Regions from separate parts of the Mus musculus genome. Here all the other regions are linked to region 1. A link is a contact called in public Micro-C and promoter capture Hi-C data. All regions are on one chromosome and are shown on one strand. Each heading gives the region's core, a stretch centred on a gene start, on an enhancer-like site or on the middle of the called end of the contact. The rest is flanking DNA. Distances are from core to core; before and after follow the strand shown.

Region 1 (3,640 bases), core at 578-3,077:
GCTCTAAAAGCATTCACCAATTATCAGTGAAATGATTTAACATACTCAACACATGCTAAAAACAGCATCACAATGTTAATATTTTGAATTAGAGAATATTCTCTTAGGGGAGAGGAGGCTTATTAAGCATGAATATTGGACTAGAAAACAAAGTTAACTTTCAGTAATTTGATTCTTGATTCTACAGACTTATGTATACAGTTCTGAGCCATCAAGGTAGTTATCTGACTATGCAAAGAAGTGGTTTAGTCAAAACGAAAGACAAAACCCATAAAGTCCTTGCAATCTTGAAGTTTAAGAGAAGCAAAAAAGACAGCAACTTTTCCCACTTTGAGATAAAGACGTTTTAAAATGCAAAATGAGTATAAAGAAAATGCTACTGAGCCTATTGCTTAACATGCCAAAGATCCCATGACCTTCCAACCAAAACTACAGCACACATTCAACATCAACATCTAAAGATTATAGTGTTCTAGGAACAACATACAGAATTGGGAGGCCAACTGTTTTCTTCGTTATTGTTATTCAGTCTTGAATTCTTCTGCCACATTACAAACTACATCACAGTTCACCATAATCGTCTCAATGTGCAAGAAGCATAGACTAAAATAGGCTCCAAAACCAACTTTAACCAAAGTGTCTAAAATAACAATGCACTATCCCTACTTTCCAACATTCTCTGACATCTTTGGTTATCTCAAGGAACATAAAATGCTAAAACTATTTTAATGACAAAAAGAAAAAAACGGGGGGGGGGGGCTGTTTGAAGGTATTGGTCTATTTTTTAGTACAACAGGCCTCACTTTAAAGACAAGCACAGGTAGGCTTTACAGCAAGTACCTAGTGTCAAAACTACAGCAGGGTGTGGCATCCATTACTCACACCGATGAGCCAAAGGAGGCTCTGGCTGTTCACTGTATACCTAATTGCTCCTACAATTAGAATTCAACTAAGCCAACATTTCCCCGGTGCTCAAAATGCTTTTCACACCAATAAGGGGGGAGGGGGGAGGGCAGAACAAGTAATGACCGTCTGCTCTTCAGGACATGGAGCAAGCTATGCTGGAGCTTTTAAAGATTCTTAAAGTAAAACCTAGAACTAGCAAGATACTGTTCGAGAAACAATATGTGATGACCCCCCTAACTCTGCGTGAAACTGATGCTAGAGTAAAGAACGAACAAGAGAGCAAGGTCAAACTTAGGGGACAAAAGATTTGAGTAACAGCCATAAAGGTCTCCTTACGCGCGAGATACTTTCTAGATCCAAGAGAGAATAAAATAAAGAAAAGAAAGAATAACCAACCAAACACTCTACTTGTACAGATTCCACCCTGGGTCGATGCGATGTACCTGCCCTGGAAGACAGGTAATTCGTTTTGGGGAGGTCCGGTTTTTTTTTCCCCAGAACAGCAGGCCTGGCACAATAAGACCTCCGAAAGAGAAACTGTCCAAAAGGGGTGACAAGTGACATTCTTGCAGAAGAAAAGGGACTGGAAAAGGAAGCGAAGGAGAAGAAAGTTTAATTACAAAGCCTGGCAGAGTGAGTACTGGAGGAATGCGGGGGTCACTCTGGGGACGCGGCGCCGTCGGTTCTGGGAGAGCAATCCGCAGAAGGGAGTGGACGCGAAGCCTCTCACTACTGCACACCCCGCTCCGCACGCAGCCCCGCGGGACCGAGCGCGACGCTCCCGGAGTGGCCCGGCCGGCCGGGAGGCCACGCGGCCCGTCGAGGAGCGGCGACCAGCCCGCGCCTCACCTTCTGCGCCGCGCTCTGCTGCAGCACATTCTGCTCCACGGTCATGGCCCCCGCGGCGGCCCCGCCTGTCGCGCTCTACCGGGCCCGGGGCAGCGACGCGGACGGCCCGGGAGGACGGCGCCCCCGCCAGCCGGGCGCGAAGGCGATGGCGGCGGGCGAACGCGGGCCCCGCGGGCAAGCGGCGAGACGCTACCGGAGAGCGCCACCGCGGCCGCCTCAGGTCCTCTGCGCCCCGATCCTCAGCGCCGCTGAGCCGCGGCGGCCCGGCCCATGGGCGCAGGCGACGGAGAGCACGATCAAGCCGGGCCGCGTCACGCGTTCGCACTCAGCTTCGCCTGACCGCTCCGGGGGGACCACTGCGGGCCGGCGGCAAGCGGACGGAGGGAGCGGCCACCCGGAATGGCGCTGTCCTCCGGCCGCCGCGACTCCGCCTCCAGCCCCTCCCTCGCCGCGGTCACCGCCCCCGCCCCGCCCTCCTGCCCCGCCCCCGCTCTGCCCCGCCCCACCCGTCCTAACCCTACATTGTGACCCGCGGGAGCGGAAGGAGGGGCTGTGTTGCTGCCCCGCCCCCTGGTGGGCCCCGCCCTCCGTCTAAGCTCCTCTCAGCGCGCGGGCTGGACGGCCAGAACCGCCCATCCTGCAGGTTACTGTGCACCATTTAAGGCTCTTGCTAAACTCTGACATTGCGACCCCCCGACCCCCAGTCGAGGCTAGAGCCATAGGACGGTATACCAGATCACCTTCCTGTCTAACGGTCTCCAAAACAATCAACGTCCTTCCATACCTGTAATGTCCCAAAACCTGGGCGGGCCCAGAACTCCAGCTATTTCCTATGTCACCCAAGCCTTTCTAGGAATTTCACAAGCCATGAACCTGCTGGAAGAAAAAAGTCAAATAAGCAGAACGCTGTTAGAAGTCCTTCTGGACTGTACTTTTCTCAACTATTCGTTACATACATCAGGACTGACATTCTGTGTTTATTTCATGCACTGGAATGTGTGACAGTCACTGCTAGACTGGGGATTTAAGGTTTATTTACTGAAGAGAATCTAAATGAATAGACATAAGGCAAACAACATTATGAAAGAATCACTGCCTAGATGATGCATAATTCTAATATCCCTGTTGCCAAATTAAACAAACGATTAACTACCGTATGTGGAATAGTCTACTGTAAACGGAATTGGAGGAAAAGCCTAACAGTAAGTAAGAAACCTGGAAGTAAAATATCTTCAATTGCACCAGCTAAACTAGGGACAGAGTAAGACCGAGACCCAGGGGAGGGTAGATTAATGAGCACAGGGTTACAAATACAATAATACAGTGCACATACAAGTTAGACTGTAATTTAATCCACGGCAAGAAAAGCAGGCTTGGTAAAGAATCCAAGAAATACCAGGTCTTATATCATCATAATAACTCGGAAAAAGTCTTGTAATAACTCTTTGTACTTTATAACCACATCTAATCTTCCTTTGGGATGTCTTCAACCCTCTTTTGTGATTCCTTCCTTGTATTTGTCATGTTCGTTTGACAAATTTTAAATTTTGACTTCATTCATGGTCCTAAATCCTTGACTACAAAGGTTGTGAAATGATTGGAGGTGAGGAATTTTATGGATACTGCAAGAATTCCAGAGCACATGCTGTTTATGAGAACACAGACCCGGAGAGCACGTGTCTGAGAATGGACCTCAGAGCTACGTTTCCACAGTTAGAGACCTCAGCGCTGTAACTTCTCATTCACAGAGTAGCTTTGTGATTCTCCACAGGGGAGAGAGTTTTACAAGGTCATTTTCTTCCATTCAAAAGTACAAAAATTACCTGAGATTTGAGATACTGCTCACTAGTAGTAAGCATGGAAGCACATAGCTACACATTTGATC
Region 2 (3,640 bases), core at 301-2,800, 1.7 Mb after region 1:
TCAGTGGTCAGCCATTTTGGACTTCTTTGAGTTCCACTTGGCAGCATATCTTCTTGGGCATGGAGCTTTTGCCGTATACCAGTGGGCACTGCTCTGTCCTTTCCCCATTCCTTGCTGGGATGGGATATAATATTGGCAAGGGGGAAATCACGGCCTTGGGGCTTCTATCAGAAAAATCATTTTATTATTAGAGAATTCCACTTCTTCCTGATAAGGGTTGATCTGATGATTTTCAAAACCACAGATGGCGAAGACCTTAAATTTACTGCGGTATGCCTGGGTTCTACAGGCTATGAGGATGGTCAGAGTTACATTCTAGGCAGCTGTTCCATGGCAATAATAATAATAATAATATAAATAAATAAAAAATAAAATAAAATAAAAACAAAGAAAAAATCACCTATTTAAAATCAACCATAGCATCTTTTGCAACCTTCAGGAAACACTCATTTTCTTAAACAACAATTTGTATGACAGTATCCTGCTATGTGTGGAGTGAAAGTCATTGAGCGATTGGTCACAGACCTCTGGTTATGCCCCTTATTCTAGGACTGTGCAAGGGTAGCCTTACGATTGGTCATCACTACTGTGGATTTCCTCCATCCCTTCAATTTCCCACTCCTTTTCTTTCCAGTCCTCCTCCCCTCCTCCTCCTCCTCCTCCTCCTCCTCCTCCTCCTTATGTATTGTAGAAAGAGTCTAGTTGTGTAAATAAAGTGGGTTGGGCACTCCTGTCTCAGCCTCCCAAATGCTAGTATTCTAGGCTTATATCACTGCGGTTGTCCTGTTTTGTCTTCGCGATCCTATTTCTGCTGCTCTTACAGTTTTAGGTGCGTGGCTATCCGATGCTGAGTGAAGTGTGGTCATGCCCTTAATGATAACTAACTCTCTCTCCCACCAGCTGCTCAGCTACTCCCCTTCCTTAATGTCTGTGTCCTCCTGAAATACCAAAAGACCTCATCCAAAGAAGGGACTTTTCTTTTTTTTAATGGAAGAGAAATAACCTAAATCAAATCAGTCAGAACTCATATGAATTCATTTAAATTCCAGGGAAGTCCCTGCGCCACATAGCAAGAAAACATAAGGAAAAAATGTTTTTCTTGTTACCATGGTAAGGGATTATATGAGAGGGGTCAGACTTGCTTGAATCTGGTGGGAAAAAATAAGCCATGGTCATTAAGATTTATTCATTTGGCAGACAGTTCTGAACCTTTATGATGCCCCACTGTACTGAAGTCCAGGGATTAAAAAGTCTTGCTGCAGCGAGACATTTTTAAATTCATGAAGCTTAGAGGATTCTTGGATGAAATCGAAAAAAAAAATTAAATAGGAAGGCACACAAAATATTTCTAAATGAGGATAAATGCCATGTCTTATATACATGGGCTGCTGACATACGCAGTTGGGAGTTGTGGGAGAGAAACCTGCTTTAAAGTCTAACGGCTTTGAAAGCAGTCTAAGGAAATTGCGGTTAAACAGGGACCATGAAGATTAAGGCAGGGTTAGGGAGTGTCCCAGGCAGATATAAACAGAATGTGCAAAAGCCTTTGAATTGGAAAATTCCTTGCTAGGCTGTTTGAAAACTGATAGGGGCCAGGTTGGAGGTGGAACGGATGTGAGCAAAAGTCAGACATTCTCTTTCCATTCTATTACAAACAGCCTATGGGGTCTGGAAATATTACGGAACATGGTTCTCTGTTAACCGTTAGAAGACAGGATTTTGTTTTAATCAAATCTCACTTGCAGAAACTTTTTTATGTTTTAATTTTTAAAGTATGAACGCTGGCCTTATACTGCCCTCTTGTGGTTATCTGATACACTACATGTGTCCTGAGAAGTATAATTTTAACAACCAATCAGAATCATTTTACATGCATGGACCCAGGCTCAAAAATAGAAGCAATTCTTTTTTAGTTTTTTTTTTTTTTTAATTGCGCTTGCATATAATAATCAACCAAGATCCCTGACTGCAGGAGTCATCCGGATGGAGATTAGGCACTGAAGCCTGACTAGACCTTATACAAGAGGGTAAAGTGCGCCTGTGGGAAATAGGGAGGCACAAACTACAGCAATCCCATTCAGTTCTGTAAACTTATAAAAAGAGGATGTCAAAATAGCTAGGTGTGGTTTATGGGCAGGTCCCCCCCCCCCCCCCCCCCCGTTCTCTGCCTCTGAGTTTCTGTTTTTAACACTTTATGTAAATAAATTTCCTCCAGTCTGGGTGTGTTTTCACACTATTTCAGACACCAAGATATCCAGGTTCACTTACACGATCAGCGTGTTGCCTTAGTTTTGGAAGGAGTTCCAGAAAGTTCTATAGCCTGCTTCTCTGTTGATGGTCTTTCCATCTTTCCTCTCACTTCCTTCTCCCCTAAGTTTTGGCCAGTCATACTCATTATCAGAGGTTTTCTGTTATTGTGGTTGTGTTGTGTTGCGTTTTGGTTTGGTTTGGACAAATACTAGGCATGGCTTCCTAGAGAATAGGCTTTTCCTCACTATTTTTACGTGCATTAAAATCGAGTCTAAATTGCTTTCTTCTCCAAGCAAGCTGTGCTGGCTACATAGTTTCACTCAGAACTGAACTGTTTGATGAAGGCCTGGCTATATCCTGTTCCTTCTTTTCTTAGGAAGACAGCACACACTCCTTAGCTGAATTTTACAGCGCAACGCTTTGTTTGTAAATGCAAACACGGACTCACACTTTCCGGATATTTGTCAGAGCAAGGACCTCAAATTCACCGCCGATCAGTTCCTCACAGATGCTTGGCTTTGAGAAATAATATGTATGAAAGAGAACGAGAGCAAATGCAAACCCCTGTTTTCCATAAAGTCTCAGATCTGCTTGAAGATTGAGGGAGACCCTTGTGAAATACATAGATGTCCGGACTGCTTCAAGCGGGGGCTGCTGAGTTGCTTCTGCAGATCTGTCTTCAGTCATCATGAAGGACTAATGTTTCCTCTTCGGGGAACTTTTTGTCTTCCTTTATATTCATGGATGCCCCAAATCACCGGGTTGTATTGTGTACCGTCTCCTCAGACATGCCAGCTTTGAAGGTCAGAGTTCATCATATTTTCTTCCTTGACTGACTGAATGATTTATCCAACCATGCGTTTGTGCTTTAACTACTTTCTTGGCACCATCTTGCCTTGCTAGTCTTTTCCTTTTGAAAAGGTTTTCTCCGAAGAGTTTAAGTAGCTTATCCTGCTGAATTATACGCATCTATAAGCAACATGAATGTCGGCTAACAAGTTACATATAAATAAGAGGATTTCTATTGAGCCTTTACTTAATTATAAAACTTCTGAGTGTAATCCAAACAAGAAAACAAAAGAATTTATAAATTCCACAAGAGCTTAATCATGTTCCCAAAGATCAAGAGTTTTAGAAAAGCATAGTAATTATATTTCTCAGGACACCTAAATGAACTGTCAGGCTGTGTGGTCTGGTATTTCTCATGAAAGTTATCTCTAGAGGGAAAAGACATACATGGAGCAAGTTAAAAATGAAGCAACAGTAGTTATCGTGTCTGTGACCAAGGCTTGGCAGCCTTGATTGACAGGGGTTGGAGAGAGTGAAATGGTTGTAGCACACATCTGGGACCTGGAACTGTGGTCTGAGAATTCATCAGATTTCATCATGA
Region 3 (3,640 bases), core at 797-3,296, 1.6 Mb before region 1:
TCAACTTGACTATACCTGGAATGAACTACAATCTAGAATTGGACAGCTTACCTGTGATCCAGATCTTGAGGCTGGAAGACACAAGCTTCTGACTTGGATCTTGGCATGGTGATCTTAAGGCATAGCGGCCATGAAAAATTTAGGCCCAGCCAAGGTAGTACTGGCCTTTAATCCCAGGAGATTAAGGCAAAGAGATCTCTTAGTTCAAAGTCATCCTGGGACAAAACAAGTCCCAGACTCAGTTGTGCCAGCACACACCTTTAATCTGGGCCACACCTTCTGCTGGAGACCTACATAAGGACTTTGGAAGAAGGAAGAATCATTCTTCTTTGCCTGCTTGCACTTACTTGCCAGCACATCTGTTGAAACCTACTTCTACAGAAGGCAAGCTGAAACAACTAGCCTTGTGGGACCGAACAAATACTAGATTCCTGGACTTCCCATTCACAGCTGACCATTGTTGGGTTAGTTGGACTACAGACTGTAAGTCATCACAATATATACATTCCATAAGTTCTGTCACTCTAGAGAACCCTGACTAACACACCAGGAGAAAACAAACAAACTTAACACATTTACTGCAACATGGGAGCTGGAGACAGGGAGATCATGAGAAGCCCACTGGCCCACTAGCCTACACTACACACCTATGAACAGCAATGAGGCCCTTTCTCAAACAAGATTTAAAAAAAAAAAATGAGGACAGACATCTGAAGTTGTCCTCTGAGCTCCACACACATGCCAGGATATGATCATGCACACATCATACACACCACATATACAAACATACACATACAAATATAAACTTTGTAAAAATCACTTTAATTAAATAAATGAGTAGAATCCAAAATGCAAGATATTTAACACACCCCAAATTTTAATATGCATAGGGGGCAGGGACCTATAAAATATTCATTATTATTATTAATGGGGGGGCGTGTCCTGGTGACTGTGGGACACTCTTGGAGGACAGCTTTGTGGAGTTAGTACTTCCGTTCCACTGGGAATGGAGCTCAGGTTGCCAGGTTTGCCATAGCAAACACTCCCCCTCCCCCATCCCACCTCATGCCACCCCCGCTGAGGCACCTCAGGTCCATGGATCTGGGGGTCTTTTTCAGAGCAAGGTATTGATTTCTGGATTCTGCATTTGTAAAAACGCCACATGGGGTCTTTGAGTCATCCACCACACTTCGGTAGCATGGGCACAGATGACTTTTTTGAGTCCTTGATTAGTGGCTTTACCTCCGCAGCCTTGAGTTCAAGCTCCAGTTTTTGTTTCTAAGAAACTGCGATAAAGGGTTAGTCACCACTAAACTGCAAGAGCCGAGTTTCCTGTTTCTCTTCTGTGGACTGTTGAGAAAGACTAGCATAGCAAACGTAACTGAAAGTATTGCGTAGACTTGTGGCCTAGGCAAGGCTTAAGGAGTCAAGCAGATGATGAAAGTACATTTACATACTAAAAAAAAAAAAAGTTTAGGAAAGGGGTAGACTTAAAAACAAGAGGCGGAGCCTCGGGAATGTTTTCCGTGGATGTGCATGGGAGGTACCACATCGTGATACATAATTCGAAGAAAAGATGCTCTGCTTCTAGAATTATACCTAAATCGGGATATCTGAATTATCAACTTTTATCTCATTCAGAAAGTCAACCAACATGAAACAGGAGTTCAAGGATAATACTTGGTTCAGGCTCCTGGTTTTGAAGCAATACACTCCCCACGCGTGTGTGCCTTTCTCCTCCTCCACCCCTCAGGCTTAGCCGTGGGCCCATTCCTGCAATCCGCAAGTGGCTGGAGTTTTCAGGGGCTGCAGGGAGGCGGGCCGGACGGGTCCATGTGCGCCACGCGGAGGGGAGCGAGATGCTCTCCGCGGAGGCGCAAGAGGATGCGCACGGGGGCGCGGGGCGGCGCGGGGCGGGCGGAGGGCGGCTACACTCCCTGCGCTAGGGTGGCCACGTGGGGCCCTGGGGCTGTGGGCTGGCCCGGCCGCTCTCCCCGTGGGCGGCTCGGGGTGGCGCAGGCGGCCCGGGCGGGGCGGAGCGCGCTGCTGTCTGCGCTGCGGCGCCGGCGGAAACAATAGTGCGGATCGGATCGTGGCGCGCGGACGGTGGCCCGCGGAGCCGGACGGTAGAGGTCCTTCTCTGAGCCGCTCTGGTGCTCAGGACCAGTGCCGGGACGGACGGACAGACGAGACGGATCCCACGCCGTGCCGGACGCCCACGATCCTCGAGTGGCGTCCCCGGGACCCTCCGGTCCGTGGCTGAAGAGTCTCCGACGTGAGCCGATCCTTCCCGGGTGTCCCAGTCCCCACGTGCGTCTTGCCGCGGCGGAGCCGGGGAGCCGGGTAACCGAGTTAGCGGGACGCCTCCAGACGCTCACCCAGAAGTTGGCAAAGCCGCGTCCCAGCGGCTCCTTCTGGCCACAGCGACCGACCCGAAGTTGGTTGACAGGCCGGGTGTCTGCCGGCGCGACCCGGGAGGCGGGTGTCTCCTGTGGGCAGCCCTTTTGCTTTTTCGCAGTAAAACTGTGATACTGTAACTCCAGGTATGGCGATGCTTGCCTGACAGGGCTGTTGCAAACGCCTCCTTTTTCGGTTTTTGGGGGGGTTTTTGGTCGGTTACTGCAGGCCATAAGCAAGTTTTTGCCGTTGTGTAACTTGCTCCTTTCTCTTTCCTCATAGGGGCACTATGAACGAAGAGGAGCAGTTTGTAAGCATTGACTTGAATGATGACAACATTTGCAGTGTTTGTAAACTGGGAACAGACAAAGACACGCTCTCCTTCTGCCACATTTGCTTCGAGCTAAATCTCGAGGGTAAGGATTCTGCGGTTTTAACTGCGTGCCGCGTACTACTTTGTGCAACTTAGGCTGAGATGTTTGGAGGTAACACTGCAACTGCTTGAAAGCCTAGAGATTGTCCTAAGTGAAGATCTGCTAAGGGTTTCTGGAAATGAAGCCAGAGTTAACAATAGTTATGAGTCGAGGGAAATGTTTGTCTTTATAACAGAATGTTAAGCTCCTTTTAACTAATATGAAATGAAGTGCAGGTATTGTCTGATAAACATTTAAGAATCAACATGACCGTACACGTGGGCAGATATAATTTTACTCCTTTCTGCCAAACTTAGTCTCTATTTTTCCCATCATGTGGTGAATTTTAACTAACTTTTATTTTTTTAAGTTGTTTATATCAGATTTTAAATAACTTCCTTTAATATTAATAATCTTTTTAAAAAAGGACTTTTCAATTCTTTCGATGCCAGTACCATTGTGAGAATGTGTAAAAGAAATGCTTGAGAAATTAAACCTTTTGCTGAAGGTTGTGTTGGGTACACAGATAACTGGGTCCTAGATGTTTCCAGGAAACATGGGCTGTGAGCTTTCTATTTGCACTGTCACAGTGAAACCCCAAGTCTTTTGGGGTATCTATGAGTCACACTGAAGAAGAATCTTAAAATTTCCCCCAAAATAAAAATTTGTGTATAACTTGAATTTTGAGGTTCTAATGTGTCTGTCAGTAGAGAAAGATCTTACTAGATACTAAATATTTTGAAATACCTAGATGCTTAAGGGCTTGGTTTCAAAACAACATTTCATTTTGTCTTTAAAGACTTTCATGATTTTTTTTTTGTCTTATTAAG
Region 4 (3,640 bases), core at 363-2,862, 1.5 Mb before region 1:
GTCCCTGCCTGCCATCTCTCTGTTCTGCGGTCTTTCTCTCTGATCTGCTTTCTCTCTGTGTTCTGATGCTTCTCCAGGCAGTTCTCTTGCTGTTCTAAAAAAAAAAAAATTCTCTGGATATCTCTTCTCTTGCAGATCATGAACTCAGTCTTTTATTTTACATATCAATCCGGTCATTTACTCCAGGTTTCCCTTTGACCATCCTATGAATCTGCATCCCGTGCCCCCAGCCTCCTAATTCTTAGAAGACAGGAAACCCACATTTTCTTTTAACATTGCAAAAGAAGTCAGAGATCTGCCTGCCTCTGTTAAGCACGTCAGTAAGCTAGCTGGGTGGGACCCAGTCCTGAAATTACCTTTTCTAACACACCTAAATTTCTAAATAAATAGAATAAATAGACCTAAATTTCCTCCATCCCAGGCTGACCTTGAACTCAGGAATCTGCCTGCATTTGCATCTGCCTGTCTTTGTATCTTTCTGACAAGCCGGCTCATAGTGTAGCTGCCTCTGTTTCTGTAGATCCGTGGAACCCTTTATTCAATTCATATTGCATCCTTATGTTTTTGCATAGTTGAAAAGTTATATATTTCCGAACTCATGTCCTTAAGAGCTGTGTTTTCCACAGCCTTAAGGGCTGTCCTGAAGGTCCCAGCATTTACCATCTTGCTAAAACATTAGCCACACCTTAGCCTCCTGGACTGATGCCGTCTGGGATTATCATGGCCATCATTAATGTGAACCGGAAGGACATTCCTTGAAGGACTGTGAAAATATGTATATTATTACACAGACGAGCCCTAAGCCCATGTCTCCTGGCATATGACATTCTGTTCCTACTAAGGCCATGTCAGAAGAACTTCAGAGAATTGCCTTTAAGATTTTTCTTCTAAAGCAACTCACAAGGAAACTTTGGTCTATTTACCAAATTACCTAAGGACTTTCTGGAGCTGTGAGTCTTAATAATATAACCAAAGAGCTTTGTCTTCCTTTGAGAATAACACCACAGTACAGCTAGCACTAACAGTTGTGTCTAGTTATTTTAGTTGACTAGAAGTATAAAAGCAGTGTTTGAGCAGGCTGTCTTGGAATGCTTTTCTAGGCTCCTTTGACACAGACAAACACTACTTCTGGATGCAGCAGCCGCCGCGTGGGCACTCACTGCAGATAATCTTGACTGCTTTGAAATCGGTGATCAAGACAAGCACGTGGACTGCACAACCCAGAGCACTCTATTAATAATAATAATTGTTATTATTATTAATAACAAATGCATAAAAAAGACTCTCTAGCTCAAAATCATGGTCGATTCATCCCAGCAGCCAGGAGTGAAATGTGTTACGAGACATACAAAAACACTGAATCCAAACAGAAAGTACTCAGAATTAATTCCAGCAGCTGACAACAGGTGTCATGGTTGAAATGATGAACAAGTTTCCCCAGATGGTAGACAGAAGTCAACCACTCGAGATTAAAAGGTGATTTCTGTTATCACAGGCACAGAATCATGGCCTTGGAGAAAATGAGGGCAGGAAGTGAAGAGTTAGGGCTGAAATGGAGTCACAGCACTGCTCGCTGCCTTGCACCGCAGCAGGTGATAGTTCTCTCATTTGCAAAGGCAAGTCAGCTGCAGACCGGAAGCAGGCTTCTCACTTCCGCTTCCGCTCCTCCTCTGTCACGGCATTACTCCCTCACGGGTTCTTCTTCAGAAGCCATTTATTTTCTCTCCTCTCGCTCACCACAACACCCGCACCGAGGCCTCTCCGTCTGTACGACCAAGAAAGGTCTTTAAAACACAAGCCTGATCCTGCATATGTTTGGTTATGACTCGTCAATGAGCCCGCCCTTGCCATTTCTTCCGGGTCAAGCTCTTTTAGCTCCCGGATGCAGAGTGCTAAGTATAACATGATTAGCTACTTTTGGTTTAGTTAATTCGGAGTTCATAGAGAGTATTTTTTTTAATTAGATATTTTCTTTATATACATTTCAAATGCTATCCCGAAAGTTCCTTATACCCTCCCCACACCCTGCTCCCCAACCCACCCACTCCCGCTTCTTGGCCCTGGCATTCCCCTGTACTGGGGCATATAAAGTTTGCAATACCAAGGAGCCTCTCTTCCCAGTGATGGCTGACTCGGCCATCTTCTGCTACATATGCAGCTAGAGATAAGAGCTCTGGGGGGTACTGGTTAGTTCATATTGTTGTTCCACCTATAGGGTTGCAGACCCCTCTTATCATACCCCCCTTTTACTTTTCTTAACTGTTAAAATTAAACCTAGTATCTGACTTGCTCTGTCAATGAACTGTATCCCACCTCTTGTTTTTTAGTTTTTTGGGGTTTGCTTTTTTTTTTTTTTTTTTTTTTTTTTTTATTTTCAGGCGAGATCTCACTAGTTTTCCAGGCAGCCCTTGAACATGCAGTAAGACAAGCTGACATTAAACTTGCCAACCTCCTAAGGCAACCTCTTCCATAGCTGGGATATATATATATATATCCTGTACTACCAAGCCCAGGATTCCAGGAGCCCTCTTAACTGCTCACCCCTGCCTTTCATTCCTCCTCCAGCGTAACTCTAGACTCCATTGCCTTCTTCCTGTCTTAGTTTTATTTATGCCTTTAGTAGCCTCATGAATTCCCTGTGCCCTAAATACTATGTAGCTCTCCTCCTTGAATGTAATTGCTGAGCTCTTGGAGTATGTATGAAGTGAGAAAGACTGATGAATAAGACCATGATGGGAGAGGAGCCATGCTTGTGCGGAGAAGAATTGGTGGATCTAGGGGTGTGTCCAATTTCTCCTAGGTGTTGCTGTTACTGGGTTACTGGGCCCCTTTTCCATTAATACGGTAGCTTCATGTTCTGTGGATGTTGAAGTTTGAATTGCTGAGGAGTTGGCCTTTCTGTCCCAGGTTTTCCACCTCTGCATCTGACCCCCTCTTCCTGCAGCAGGGCCAGGCAGTGTTGGTTGTTTTAAGCCGAAAGCAGCAGACAGTGTACGCCCTGTTCACTTAGCAACTTTTCCCCGGTGCCCCTTTTATTTCTTGGCTCTCCACCAAGGATTGACAGGTAAACAAAACTCTTGTTTTGGTTATGATTTTACTTCTAGGGGGAATGGGGGTCGCCTGTATTCTCTTGGGGTTAAATGTTCTGCTAGACGCAGTGTTATCAGAGAAAGAACTCAACAAAAGTTTTCGTATGATATGCTTTGGGAACGAATGGGGCTGTCCCTCCAGTGCCTTCGCCTTTCTTGGCTTACTTAGTTGGCTGAAACATGGCCCAGAACCTAAGCCTAATCTGTCTTGACCAAAGGAACGCCGGTGTTCATTCTCAGACCAAACTGTGTTTCTTCTCAGAAATGTCTGTGGTGTTTTGAATTTTTCCTACTTAAAATGTAAGCGGCATTGTTCTTCTCAAACAAAATAGTCAAAATACAGAAAGGAAAGCGAGTAGAGGGATTCATAACCATCCAGCATGTTTACTGATCTCAGTGTTTCTGGGGCAAAGGCATGTGGGGAGGGAAATTGTACTTATAAAAGGAAAGTTGGTGCCCACGCCATTACCACCCAGTATCTTCATATACAACATAAGGAGCATTCTTCCCAGGCAGTAGGTCACTCTTTACACATCAGCGTTTTTAAAGTA
Region 5 (3,640 bases), core at 829-3,328, 1.4 Mb after region 1:
GAGTATAAAAGGAGTATTCAGAAACTTGAAATAAATTATATTAATATAGTAATAAAAGTAAAATGATTTATTCTGCTTTCTAGGTTTTTTTTCTTCTATTAACATTAAGATTTACTTCTATACATATGCCAAAATTCTTATTTCCTGGGTGCTGGAGACTGAGCCTAGAATGTTAGGAATGCAAAGCTAGTGCTGACCACTGAGCAACACTCCCAGTTTTGCCGTATCATTTTCCAAAGTAAAATTCAACGGACTTTTCTGATATCAACAAAGTGATATTATATCACTTAAGCTTCTTTGAAAGTCAGTATGAGACATTTTCAGGGCAGCTGTCAAGTGGTTTGGGGGGTTTTGCTCTTGAATATGTTAAGTCTTTTAAATGATAATCTATGTTAGCAAATTCTCTCTGGGTAAAATGAAAACACAGGCTTACTGCTTGACCTGTTCCATGGAGCTTAAATTTTAATTAAGTGGGAAAAGGAAATCATGAAAAGAAATGAAGAAATACTGTATCTTGCCTTCTGTGTGTACACTACTGATTTGGACCTAGTACTTACTGACTAGAGAGCTGAGGTCTTAGGGGATTTGTAATCCCACAACCCCACTTTCCTCAGCCCTCCTCTACCCCACCCCCACTCCCCGGGGGTTCAGAAGCAATGATTTCTGGAGAGGCTGAAATTACTCCCCTTCCGAATAGTGAATTTCAAATCATATTGGGTCACAAAACAGATAATGGTGTTTATAGAGGGAATACTGTAAAGTGGCAATGGATAAAATAAAGATCTTATGTTTTCTTGTTTAGCATCTATGCGTGGCAAAGAGATTCCTTCCTTAAATTTAGAGATAAGTAAGTCCTTTAAAATTTAGGGGAAAAAAATCACTACTGGTACCCACAACCTCACTCTAGAAATGCATCTCTGTTATTGTGTCCCCGAGAATTTTCTCTTATTTTGAAAGCGGAAGTCACTGTGACTTTTTTTTTTCTTTTTAGTAGCAATGGTTCGCATTATTAGTAATAACAATAGCAGTCCTATTAGCAGCAGCAGCAACCAACAGCGCTGCCTGTAGCTGTTTCATAAAGAGAAGTGTATTTCTGGCAATCACATTGCATTTCAGAGACGATTAATTAGTCCCATTTTACATTTAAGTTCGAGACTCGGATACTGGCCTCACTGCAGACCGCTGTGTTCTCACTTTCAACAGGTTTTATTCTTTTTCCCCTTCCTTATTATTACCTGTCCCTTTTGCAGATACGCATAATCCGTGAAAAACAGTTTTGATTCCCCCTTTAGAGCCCCTTATCACCACTTTCGATTTGCTCTATAATTCTGAGTCATTAACCAATTAGATGAAGGGCTGAAGACAGCCGTCTCTGGCAAGAGGGACCCAGACGTGTGCTCTCCAGTTCTCAAAAAAGTCCTGAAGGTCCGAATATGAAATACAGTGTCATGACTAGGGAATCCATTAAGTTAGTCATGGTGAATTGACTGCCTAGCATTTCAGAAATCACTTGTATGATTCTACAACAACAACAACAAAATGCTCTCCCCATCCAAAGGCTTGGGAGAAAGGGTGACAGCTAGGGAAAGGTTTTCAAGAGAAGTATCTTTCTCGCAGGTGCCATTTTCTAGGTTGGACAGAAGGGTGCTTACTATCCCGTGAGGACAGTGACGGGGTTGTTTCGTGTTCCCGCAGCACATCCAGGGCCCGGAGAGGCTCCGGGAGTCCTGGCCTGGGGCTGCCAGGGTGGGGGGTGGGGGGTGGGAGGTCGTTGCCCACCCGGGGCTGCAGAGGAAGGAGAGTACGAGCCGCTCATCCCCGGCTGCACACTTGCGAGCCTAAGCGAGGGAAGGGAGAGCGGAGCTCCGGTGGGGCGGGGTCCCGGGGCTCCGCAGCCGCCGCCCGGCCTTCCCCGCGGACGGTACCTGAAGGAACAGCTCGTAAAGAATCTCTTCCCGCACTCGGGCCTCTAAATTGCCCACAAACACGGTCCTGTCAGCCTCCTCCTGAGCCGGGAACATCCCTGCGGTCCGCAGCCAGGGATGGAGGAGGTGCCGAAGCCCCGCCCCCCTCGCTCCGCTTTACTGCGCGGCTCCGCCTGGGCAGCGGAGCCCGAGGCGGGCGCGCGCCAGGGGCGGGGCGTGAAGTCACGCCCACCGTCCCGCGGGACCCGCCCACCACCTCGCAGCCCCGCCCTCCCTGACTAGAAAGACTGACTTACTGACCTGAGGGCATCAGTCGTCCACTTGGCACAGTGCTTCTACCTCTTTATGAACAAGATTAATGGGTGATTTTAGTTTGCTTTTTTTTTTTTTTAAGCAACGTTGGAAATACAATGACTAGGAAGTTGATATTCAGATTGACTAACTTCAGTATCGACGTGCCTAGGGGGAGATATAAAAAATTAATTTGCTTCCAAAGAGTTAAATTGGTAGATCAGTAACGCTGTGAAGTTAAGTTATAGCATGAAAAGAAATGTCTCCGTGTATGGCTACTGATACAAGAAAAGACTAAAATTAAAGTTTATTTAGCCTTTAAGTAATACCGAGATAGGTCTTTGAAATTTTTCTGTGGGCTCTGAAAAGGGCACTGAACTCAAGAAAACACTGTGTATAAATGAGTCATTAAAAAAAAAAAGTTCCCGAAAGGACCTTGGAATCACCCTGGAAAGATCATTCAGTAATGAGAACTTGATTTGGTCTTTGTTTGGTGGAGTAGTAGGAATTCATTTTGAATTCAGGAGATGTACTTCTGCTCGGTTGACTGATCAGAAAATTCCTCTCTCAAGAAATGGAAATGATTGAGAAACTCCCACAGAAATGTCCAACATCATGAGGAGATGCAAATGAAAACTACTTTAAGATTTCATCTTACCGCCGGCGGTGGTGGCGCATGCCTTCAATTCTAGCACTTGGGAGGCAGAAACGGGCAGATTTCTGAGTTCGAGGCAAGTCTGGTCTACAGAGTGAGTTCTAGGACAGCCAGGACTACACAGAGAAACCCTGTCTCGAAAAACAAATCATCTTACCCCAGTCAGAAGGGCCAAGATAAATAAGACAAGTAACAAAACATGGTGGCAAGGCTGTGGGTGAAGAACAACACTTATCCATTGCTTGTGGGAGTGACAACTGGTCCTGCCATTATGGACATCAGTGTGGTGGTTCCTTAGAAAGGTCTACCTCAAGGTCCAGCTATGTGACTCTTCAATATGTGCCCAAAGGATCCTACTACAGAGGCGTCCCTGTTTGTCGCTGCTCTATTCGTGATAAACAGAAATTGGAAACAGTCTAGATGTTCACGAATGGATGAACAGATAACGAAATTAACACAACGGAATATTATTCAGCTGTGAAAAAAAATGAAACTAGGGGGAATTTCAGGTAAATAGATGTAACTAGAGGCAATTATCCTGAGTGAGGTAACCCGTACACAGAAGGCAAATTAGATACTGTGTGTTTTCTCTTATATGTGCCTGTGAGCTTTCAAGCTAAGAGTCAGGCTAGTAAGGGAACAGTAGAGAAGAAAGGATTTTACAAGGAAGGGGGAGTAGAATGTAGTGTTATCTGGTGAGATGGCTCAGCAGGTAAGAGCACTGACTGTTCTTCGGGAGGTCATGAGTTCAAATCTCAGCAACCACATG
Region 6 (3,640 bases), core at 394-2,893, 1.3 Mb after region 1:
AAGGAGTTACAGAGACAAAGTTTGGAGCTGTGATGAAAGGATGGACCATCTAGAGACTGCCATATCCAGGGATCCACCCCATAATCAGCTTCCAAACGCTGACACCATTGCACACACTAGCAAGATTTTGCTGAAAGAACCCAGATGTAGCTGTCTCTTGTGAGACTATGCCAGGGCCTAGCAAACACAGAAGTGGATGCTCACAGTCAGCTATTGGATGGATCACAGGGCTCCCAATGGAGGAGCTAGAGAAAGTACCCAAGGAGCTAAAGGGATCTGCAACCCTATAGGTGGAACAACATTATGAACTAAGCAGTACCCCGGAGCTCTTGACTTTAGCTGCATAGGTATCAAAAGATGGCCTAGTTGGCCATCACTGGAAAGAGAGGCCCATTGGACACACAAACTTTATATGCCCCAGTACAGGGGAACGCCAGGGCCAAAAAAATGGGAATGGGTGGGGAGGGAAGTGGGGGGGAGGGTATGGGGGACTTTTGGGATAGCATTGGAAATGTAATTGAGGAAAATACATAAAAAAAAAAGACTCTACTGTAGGGGAATGCCAGGGCAGGGAGGTAGGAGTGGGTGGGTAGGTGGCTGTGGGGCCACCCTCATAGAAGCAGGGGGGATGGGATGGGATAGGGGGATTCCAGAGGGAATATTGGGAAAGGGGATAAAATTTGAAATGTAAACAAAGAAAATACCCCCACTCTACTACTACCAAAAAAAAAAAAAGTCTCTGCCACATGTTCACATTGTCACAATGCTGACACAGATTCAAATTGTCACAGTACCCTCAGCTCTGATGGGCCAAGACTAGAACTGAAGCTTCTGAAAGGGTGATCTGAGCAAACTTGTCCTTCTCTTACGTTGTTTGTTTCACATACTGTATCATAGGAACACAAGTGCTGACTAATAGAATTCCTAAAACAAATAGAACTACCACGTGACTTAGCAATCACATTGCAGGGTGTATGTGTGTGCACGAGAGAGAGTTCGTGCATGTGCGCATTTGTGTCTATCTGTGCACTTGTGTGTTGTATGTGTATACAAATATATTTTTAATACCTCCATTGAATCAACAAACCACAGAGAAAATTGTCTGAAATGGTAGCCACAGGCAGGACTGGATACTAAATTTTTTTTTTTAACTTTACATCCCGCTCACTGCCCCCTCCCAGTTGCCCCCCTCCCACAATGCTTCCCCAATCTCCTCTGAGGAGGTACGGACTGCCCTAGGTATCCCCTCCTCCCCCTGGGATTTCAAGTCTCTGCAAGGCTAGGTACTTCCTCTCCCACTGAGGCCAGACAAGGCATCCCTGCCATGAACAGACAACAGCTTTGGAAATTGCTCCTGCTCCAGTTGTTTGGGACTCACACGAAGACCAAGCTGCACATCTGCTGCAAATGTGCTGCGAAGGCCTAGGTCCAGCCTGTGTATGTTCTTTGGTTGGCAGTTTAGACTCTGAGAGCCCTGAGGGTCCAATTGGCTTTTCCTGTGGAGTTCTGATCCCCTTTGGGGCCCACAATTCTTCCTTCTGTTCTGCCATAAGTGTCTCCAAGCTCTACCCACTGTTTGGCTGTGGGTGTCTATATCTGTCTGGCTCAGCTGGTTGGCAGAACCTTTCAGAGAACAATATGTTCTTGTGTGCCTGCATAACAGAATATCATTAGCAGTTTGAGTAACAGTGATGCTGCACGCCTTCAGGATGGTTCTTAAGTTGTGCTCTTGATTGCTTGCTTCAGTCTGTGCTCTATCCACCCTGCCTGCGTGTTTTGTAGATAGGATAAATTTTGGGTTGAAAGTTTTGAGAGTTGGGTGGTGTCTCTATCACTCCACTGGGGATCCTGCCTGGCTTCAGGAGGTGCCCTCTTCAGGTTCCATATCTTCAATGTTGTGAGTCACGGCTAAGGTCACTTTTCATTGATTCTTGGCCAACTCCTTTATCCCAGGTCTCTGTCTCATCCAAAATGGTAGCCACAGGCAGAGATGGATACTAAATTTAAATTTAAAATAATTTCAATAATTCCCACACTCACATTTCAATAGCTCAATAGCCATATGTGTTGATTAGTGTTTATACTACACATTTTTAATATGAAATAATATTGAAAAAAATCTTTAGCATCATCGGGTGAAGGAATTATTCCAGACTACCCAAATTAAACCTAAGATTATCTGATTCCATATTTGAGATGTGTCCTTTTCAAAGATTTTAGTAATTTTAATACTCTCTGTATCTTTAAACCAAAGTGTAGCAAAAGATGACATTGAGACTCATAGCAACCAAGTCAAAGGAGACCATTCATAGTCTTCTTTGAAAATATAAAATACATGATGTTGAATTTTTCTTCCAAACTAATAGGGATCATGAGCATCTCGTAAAAGAAGCAAGTCCTTGAACCCCATGCCTTACCAAGAACAGACTCTGAGGCCAGCATTAGCTGTATGTCCTCAGAAGGTAGGGGAATTTAGATGACTGTGTCATACTTAATGCATACTATGATGGACACATAGTATCCTGAACATGTGTATGTATGACACGAATCAGAATCCTAAATCATGTCTAACACACACACACACACACACACACACACACACACAAATCCTTGGGTGCTCTTTGTTCTTAATCTCCATGGAGTTTTAAAGTTTCATTCCTATAGCTTCTGTCATTAGGGAGTATTTGTCCTAACAGTGGACTCTTAATGCCCTGCCCCTTGATATTAAAATATTAGATCACTTAAATTAACTTTTAGTGCAGCCCATTTTTAAATTAGAAAATTAATTTTCCAGACAAACTGAAAGGAAAATAGGTTGTATATATTGTATATGTACATATATAATACATATAAATGTATATATGTATGTATGTATGTATGTATGTATGTATGTATGTATGTATGTATGTATTGTCCCCACACACACACACACATGATCAGGTCAGGAATTCAAGTAAGGAACCTGAACACAGGAACAGAAGCAGAAATTATGGAGGATGGAGGAATTTCGCTTACTGTCTTGTTTCCTATGGCTTGATCAAATACATTACTTAGACTAGCTGTCTTCTTAGAGATGGCATTTTCCCAGTAAGGAATGAGTTCTTCTACATCAATTGTCAAGAAAGAATATGCAACTCACTTTCTAACTTGGTTAGGAGTCTTCTCTCATCTGTAAATACTAAAAACACTTGAAGTAAACCACCCTACCATTCACTCACAAAAGCAATGTTTTTATCATAGACAATCAACTCATTTTTTTGATTCTAAGGTTGCATACTCTTATAATTGTGATTGTATTCTTTGGAGACTATAACTTTGAAAGCATCTATATGTATGCATTACATTTTACACACAGAGAGACACAGACACACACAGACAGACACATACACACACATGCATGCTAAATGTTAAGACAATGAAGTTTCACTATCTTTTGAGATGCTCATACCCAACCACTTGGGTTATGTTCTAGTTTGTGTGTAATTAATCCCAATTTTGCTTGATCTTGAAATTCTTTTCTGTGGCAAAAGTCCATACCTCAAGCACATGTGAGTAGAGGGTTCTAAAGGAAACTCCTGGGGCAATATAGAAGCAGTATGCAGCTGCCTCTCCATTGTCCCAGAAGAATTATACTACCTCC
Region 7 (3,640 bases), core at 515-3,014, 1.3 Mb before region 1:
GTATACCAGTTACTTGAAATCTTGAATCACAGCAAGTATCTGAAAGAGTTCACTCCAAACAATACTTAGCTCTTGTCAAGCACATACTACACTGGGACCACCACTAGCATCAAGACAGGGATCTAGAGCACCTATTGAAAATAGTTTCAAGCAGCTAACGGGGAGAGTGACCTTCCTGGCTGCTGTTGCCAAGAGAGACTGGTAATGGTTTCAAGAGGGTCCCCCACTAACTACCCTCCTATTAGTTTTCCTCAATGGCAAGAAAGCAAGGTTTCTAGAAAAACAGTAGACCAATGATCAGGAGATGTGTTTTGTTTTATAAGGCCTTGTGAAGTGGAAAGGGAAAAAAAAACAAAAAACCCAAAACCTTACTGGACCTTGCCTTTATTTCTGTATGTATATGATGATGAATCAAATAATATATATAGTAATATTTCTGGTAGTGTGGTTTTAATAATAATTTACCTATATCTGGCTTTAAAACAACCTCTTCTGAAATACCAATTCTTACCAAATTTTCTTCCCAAACATGTTCCCTGACTTGTAACTTCCAAATTGGCAAGTCTCCAGTAGTGAAATGTGCACGTATAGCAAGAGCCATCCTGGTTTGCAAACAGTGCCCAGATGACTATAGGACGACCGTAGCATCCTGCAGGACAAACTTCCCTCCCTTAGGTGGCTAGCTTTATGCTGCCATGCGGTCGTGGTAAGACGAAAGACAGTAAACAAAACCCATTCTGTGAGATGAGAAACTGAGTAGACCTGCATTTCTGCTCCACTGCAGGAAACTTCACGGCCTCAAAGAATTCAAAAGGAACTCCTTAAGAGAGCTGAGACAATGCTAAGGCTTCATAAGCCATATCTCTGAGCAAACTGTAAAAGGGCTGTATTTCTATCTTAGTCTGTCAACATTTTAGTGATCAGTCATTTAAATAGGCTGTTCCTGATGTCAAGGGTTGTGGAGTCAATTTTCAACTGTCAGCATTGAACAAATCATTGGTGGCTTGGACATCCTGACAGATTTCAAGTGTTACTTCAGGACTAAAGTACAAGATGTACAAAGTTAATAATGTGTGTTGAAAAGATTCCATAAATTACCACCTCAAAACTATCTGAGTCTGATGTCATTCCTGCCACTGCCACAGACATCTGTTTTCTTTTTTTTTTTAATATATTTTGTCTATTGGCATTCCCTTGTACAGTCTGAATTGCTACTTAACTTTTTTTTACTTAACTGTGGCTTCTTGTTTGCTTATAACATCGTAAGAAATTTCAAACTCATAAATTACATACTGAAGTGCTGTGAACATATCAGAACATTTTAGTTGACAGGGACGACCCATTTTACATTTTGGAGAACTTTAATCTTGATTTGCGTGGTTTCCGTGAACACATAGAAGCACTCAACTTTTGTTAAAAGCCTGGTGCTCTGTAGAAGAGTGTCAACTTTACAAGACTACGTGTTAACAGTTACCGGTCTCCATTCCTCAGTCCTACTGTCCCTGGAAATGTTCTGACTGCTGACAGTTCTGGGACTGTGAGAGGGAAACTGCCCTACTTAACATTAAAAGAACACACTGCCGGTGGCCAAATTCATGTAGGAATAGCTAACCTAATATGCCACTTCGTCATTTTCTCTTAAAGGGCAAAATAATTCATTCTTTCGTTCACTTAGTCTGTGCTGATTCCATAGAACTGTTCTGTGTAGAAGTTCCAGCAACTTGAAGAAACTCTATATACACTGAGAGATATTGTTAGAAATGTACTTGGCAGTGGCTTACTAGCACTAAAATGAGAGCAGCTGTGAATTATCCACAACTAAGACCACTGAGAATCTGCTCGATTGAACTTTCTGATGTAAACCGCGACATCTGTTTTTGTTTTTCTTCCCTCTTTTGCACGGCCTGACAGCACTGAATCCTAAATCCCAGCTCAGACATCTGAACACACAGCTCATTTCCCTGTTTCCCTATAGGGTTTGGTCTCCCATCTTCATCTACACGGAAGTATGAGCACTAACACACACACCTCCTAAGTCCCAACCTTTGATGTCCAATCCAGCACTCGCATGCTCCAGAAAAACAGGCATGTCAGCATTGCCAGCTCCCTGGTCAAGGAAATTCCTTCCTCTCATGTTCAAAACACAGTTCCGTGGCCTCATTTACGACATTTACATGGCAAGGCTTGTAACTGCTCTCTTTCCCCTCTCTATAAATTGTCTGCCATGGTTACGTGCACTGTGGGCTACCATCTTGCTTCTTCGCACTTTTTGCCTACAGTAATGATTGTTTTGTTCCAGGTGTGTAACTCAGTTGCCAGTTAATATTTTGCCTGTATTAAAGAAAACCTTCATGTCCTTTATGCCTATAATAGAGCTGTTCTCAACACAAGTCAAATATGAAGTGTTCAGTTTTCTGTCCCACTTCAGTTTTCCACTAAGTTGCTTCAACCTAAAATCTAATACTTTCTCCCTTGTGACCAATCCTGACAGTACTAACTTTTAAAAATAAATAGGATGTGCTTTAAAACACATAAATTAGCAACCTTGTGTACGTATAGGAAATCCCTGAAACAAGACATGACACTGATCATACTGATTTCTCCTTTTGCTCTCTGAATAACCTATTCACAAACTAACAGAATTTGATGTGCAGCTTTTTGGAGAGGAACTGGGAATAGAAACACACTGGTGAGGGTTTGTCTCGTGTCTCGCACTGGATCGCCTTCATTATTACTGTCTGAAACACAATTAAGACAAAACAAAACCCAAAACTAAAGAAAGCTATTCAGATCCAGTTATTAACTTAAAAAGACACACCATTTAGTTCTGTGTCTCTGCAAGTCCTTGCATCTTCTCAGCAAGAGTCACGAAGACAAACTGGTGGGCAGCTCATCTGCTTCCACTTGGCAAGTGCGAGCTTAAACAGCATCACCATCCCATTTTGTTTTTGAAAGATAGGAGACTGGAGAAAGGACAAGGCAAGTGGGTGTGTCACTTTTGTTGATAAGAAGTCATTGTAAAGTAATGGTGGGCACTGGTGCATGCCTTTAATCCCAGAACTTGGGAGGCAGAGGGGAGCAGATTGGAGTTTGAAACCATCCTGATCTACAGAGTTGGCCCTGTCTTGAAACCCTCTGCAGATATTCCATATAAATTTTGACTGGTTAGGGCCTGCCTTTGGAGTTTGCACCCATTGCTGCTATGAGTTGAGCTGTCCCCACCACCCCAAATTCTTATGTGGAAACGTAATCCTTATTGCATTAGTTGGGAGCTACTCTGACTATAGATATTATAGTTATGTCAGATGAGGTCTCTGTTGGGTATAAGTGCAGTATGACCGAGGTCCTCAAAGAGGAAATATGGACAGAGACAGGTATTTATAGAGGAAAAACAGTGTGAAGGAATCAGGGAGAAAAGACCCATGGAAAAGCCATAACAGATGCTTGGAACAGTCCACCTCGCAGCTCCTAGAGAGAGGAATCCCTGTCTCTGCCTTGACTGGCCCTCTGGCCTCAGAACTTGGAGACATCAAGTCTTTGTTACTTAAGCCTCACCAGGACTTCCTTGCTGTTCTCTTTTCTATGTAAGACTTCACAACAGTGAAAAGTCATTTTAGTAACTTGGCTCCTACCTCAGAGC

Evidence for each region. Promoter capture Hi-C pulls out the DNA fragments that hold promoters and counts their contacts. Hi-C and Micro-C count contacts between places; a contact is called where the count stands out from the background. Capture Hi-C pulls out chosen DNA fragments and counts their contacts.
Region 2: a contact with region 1 is called in a Micro-C map of the G1E-ER4 cell line. The contact joins the enhancer-like site here to the promoter of Usp25 in region 1. A contact is called at or near these places in 4 of 39 promoter capture datasets (the 3T3-L1 cell line, 3T3-L1-derived adipocytes, hippocampal neurons and 1 more) and 2 of 484 Hi-C or Micro-C datasets (both in the G1E-ER4 cell line).
Region 3: a contact with region 1 is called in a promoter capture Hi-C map of adipose tissue, with 5 times the contacts expected there. The contact joins the promoter of D16Ertd472e here to the promoter of Usp25 in region 1. A contact is called at or near these places in 10 of 39 promoter capture datasets (the 3T3-L1 cell line, 3T3-L1-derived adipocytes, the C10 cell line and 6 more), 2 of 484 Hi-C or Micro-C datasets (muscle stem cells and uterus), 3 of 115 datasets of contacts at active chromatin or transcription factors (astrocytes, fibro-adipogenic progenitors and large pre-B cells) and 2 of 9 other capture datasets (adipose tissue and liver).
Region 4: a contact with region 1 is called in a promoter capture Hi-C map of 3T3-L1-derived adipocytes, with 4 times the contacts expected there. The contact joins the promoter of 4930478L05Rik here to the promoter of Usp25 in region 1. A contact is called at or near these places in 6 of 39 promoter capture datasets (the 3T3-L1 cell line, 3T3-L1-derived adipocytes, the C10 cell line and 3 more) and 1 of 115 datasets of contacts at active chromatin or transcription factors (thymic regulatory T cells).
Region 5: a contact with region 1 is called in a promoter capture Hi-C map of pre-B cells, with 8 times the contacts expected there. The contact joins the promoter of Rbm11 here to the promoter of Usp25 in region 1. A contact is called at or near these places in 9 of 39 promoter capture datasets (the C10 cell line, the HPC-7 cell line, cranial neural crest and 5 more), 7 of 484 Hi-C or Micro-C datasets (CD4 T cells, embryonic stem cells, nephron progenitors and 2 more), 7 of 115 datasets of contacts at active chromatin or transcription factors (astrocytes, bone marrow-derived dendritic cells, embryonic forebrain and 4 more) and 2 of 9 other capture datasets (adipose tissue and liver).
Region 6: a promoter capture Hi-C map of hippocampal neurons shows a contact between it and region 1, with 2.1 times the contacts expected there. The contact joins the enhancer-like site here to the promoter of Usp25 in region 1. A contact is called at or near these places in 7 of 39 promoter capture datasets (the 3T3-L1 cell line, the HPC-7 cell line, cranial neural crest and 4 more) and 3 of 115 datasets of contacts at active chromatin or transcription factors (astrocytes, forebrain and thymic regulatory T cells).
Region 7: a contact with region 1 is called in a promoter capture Hi-C map of liver, with 2.9 times the contacts expected there. The contact joins the enhancer-like site here to the promoter of Usp25 in region 1. A contact is called at or near these places in 6 of 39 promoter capture datasets (the C10 cell line, frontonasal cranial neural crest, liver and 2 more) and 2 of 115 datasets of contacts at active chromatin or transcription factors (astrocytes and large pre-B cells).

What each region holds. Positions count from the first base shown.
Region 1 is chr16:77,012,256-77,015,895 of GRCm38.p6, reverse strand. Usp25 (ubiquitin specific peptidase 25) reads right to left here and starts at 1,827. Exons shown (of 24, transcript NM_013918.2): 1 at 1,756-1,827. The coding sequence starts at 1,800.
Region 2 is chr16:75,341,636-75,345,275 of GRCm38.p6, reverse strand. It overlaps a transcript of Robo2 not described here. Among named protein-coding and RNA genes, the nearest start is that of Gm30116, 49 kb to the left of the region's middle. Within about 2 kb of position 1,550, at least 25 of the 459 cell types and tissues checked have an H3K27ac peak or open chromatin away from gene starts, as enhancers often do. A contact at or near this core is called in the G1E-ER4 cell line, where this site is marked.
Region 3 is chr16:78,575,094-78,578,733 of GRCm38.p6, reverse strand. D16Ertd472e (DNA segment, Chr 16, ERATO Doi 472, expressed) reads left to right here and starts at 2,046. Exons shown (of 5, transcript NM_001252439.1): 1 at 2,046-2,310; 2 at 2,680-2,813. The coding sequence starts at 2,687.
Region 4 is chr16:78,558,288-78,561,927 of GRCm38.p6, reverse strand. 4930478L05Rik (RIKEN cDNA 4930478L05 gene) reads right to left here and starts at 1,612. Exons shown (of 3, transcript NR_040569.1): 1 at 1,161-1,612; 2 at 1-94. All of the region lies in intron 2 of D16Ertd472e (DNA segment, Chr 16, ERATO Doi 472, expressed), which reads left to right. LOC115488614 (a long non-coding RNA gene) reads left to right here. Exons shown (of 2, transcript XR_003951854.1): 1 at 1-1,782; 2 at 2,908-3,640.
Region 5 is chr16:75,591,329-75,594,968 of GRCm38.p6, reverse strand. It overlaps Rbm11 (RNA binding motif protein 11), which reads right to left and starts at 2,078. Exons shown (of 5, transcript NM_198302.2): 1 at 1,926-2,078. The coding sequence starts at 2,021.
Region 6 is chr16:75,665,779-75,669,418 of GRCm38.p6, reverse strand. The region is part of intron 2 of Gm41474 (predicted gene, 41474); the gene reads left to right. The region is part of intron 1 of Gm30162 (a long non-coding RNA gene); the gene reads right to left. Among named protein-coding and RNA genes, the nearest start is that of Gm30162, 8.2 kb to the right of the region's middle. Within about 2 kb of position 1,643, at least 12 of the 459 cell types and tissues checked have an H3K27ac peak or open chromatin away from gene starts, as enhancers often do. A contact at or near this core is called in hippocampal neurons, where this site is marked.
Region 7 is chr16:78,342,220-78,345,859 of GRCm38.p6, reverse strand. It overlaps a transcript of Cxadr not described here. Among named protein-coding and RNA genes, the nearest start is that of Btg3, 33 kb to the left of the region's middle. Within about 2 kb of position 1,764, at least 15 of the 459 cell types and tissues checked have an H3K27ac peak or open chromatin away from gene starts, as enhancers often do.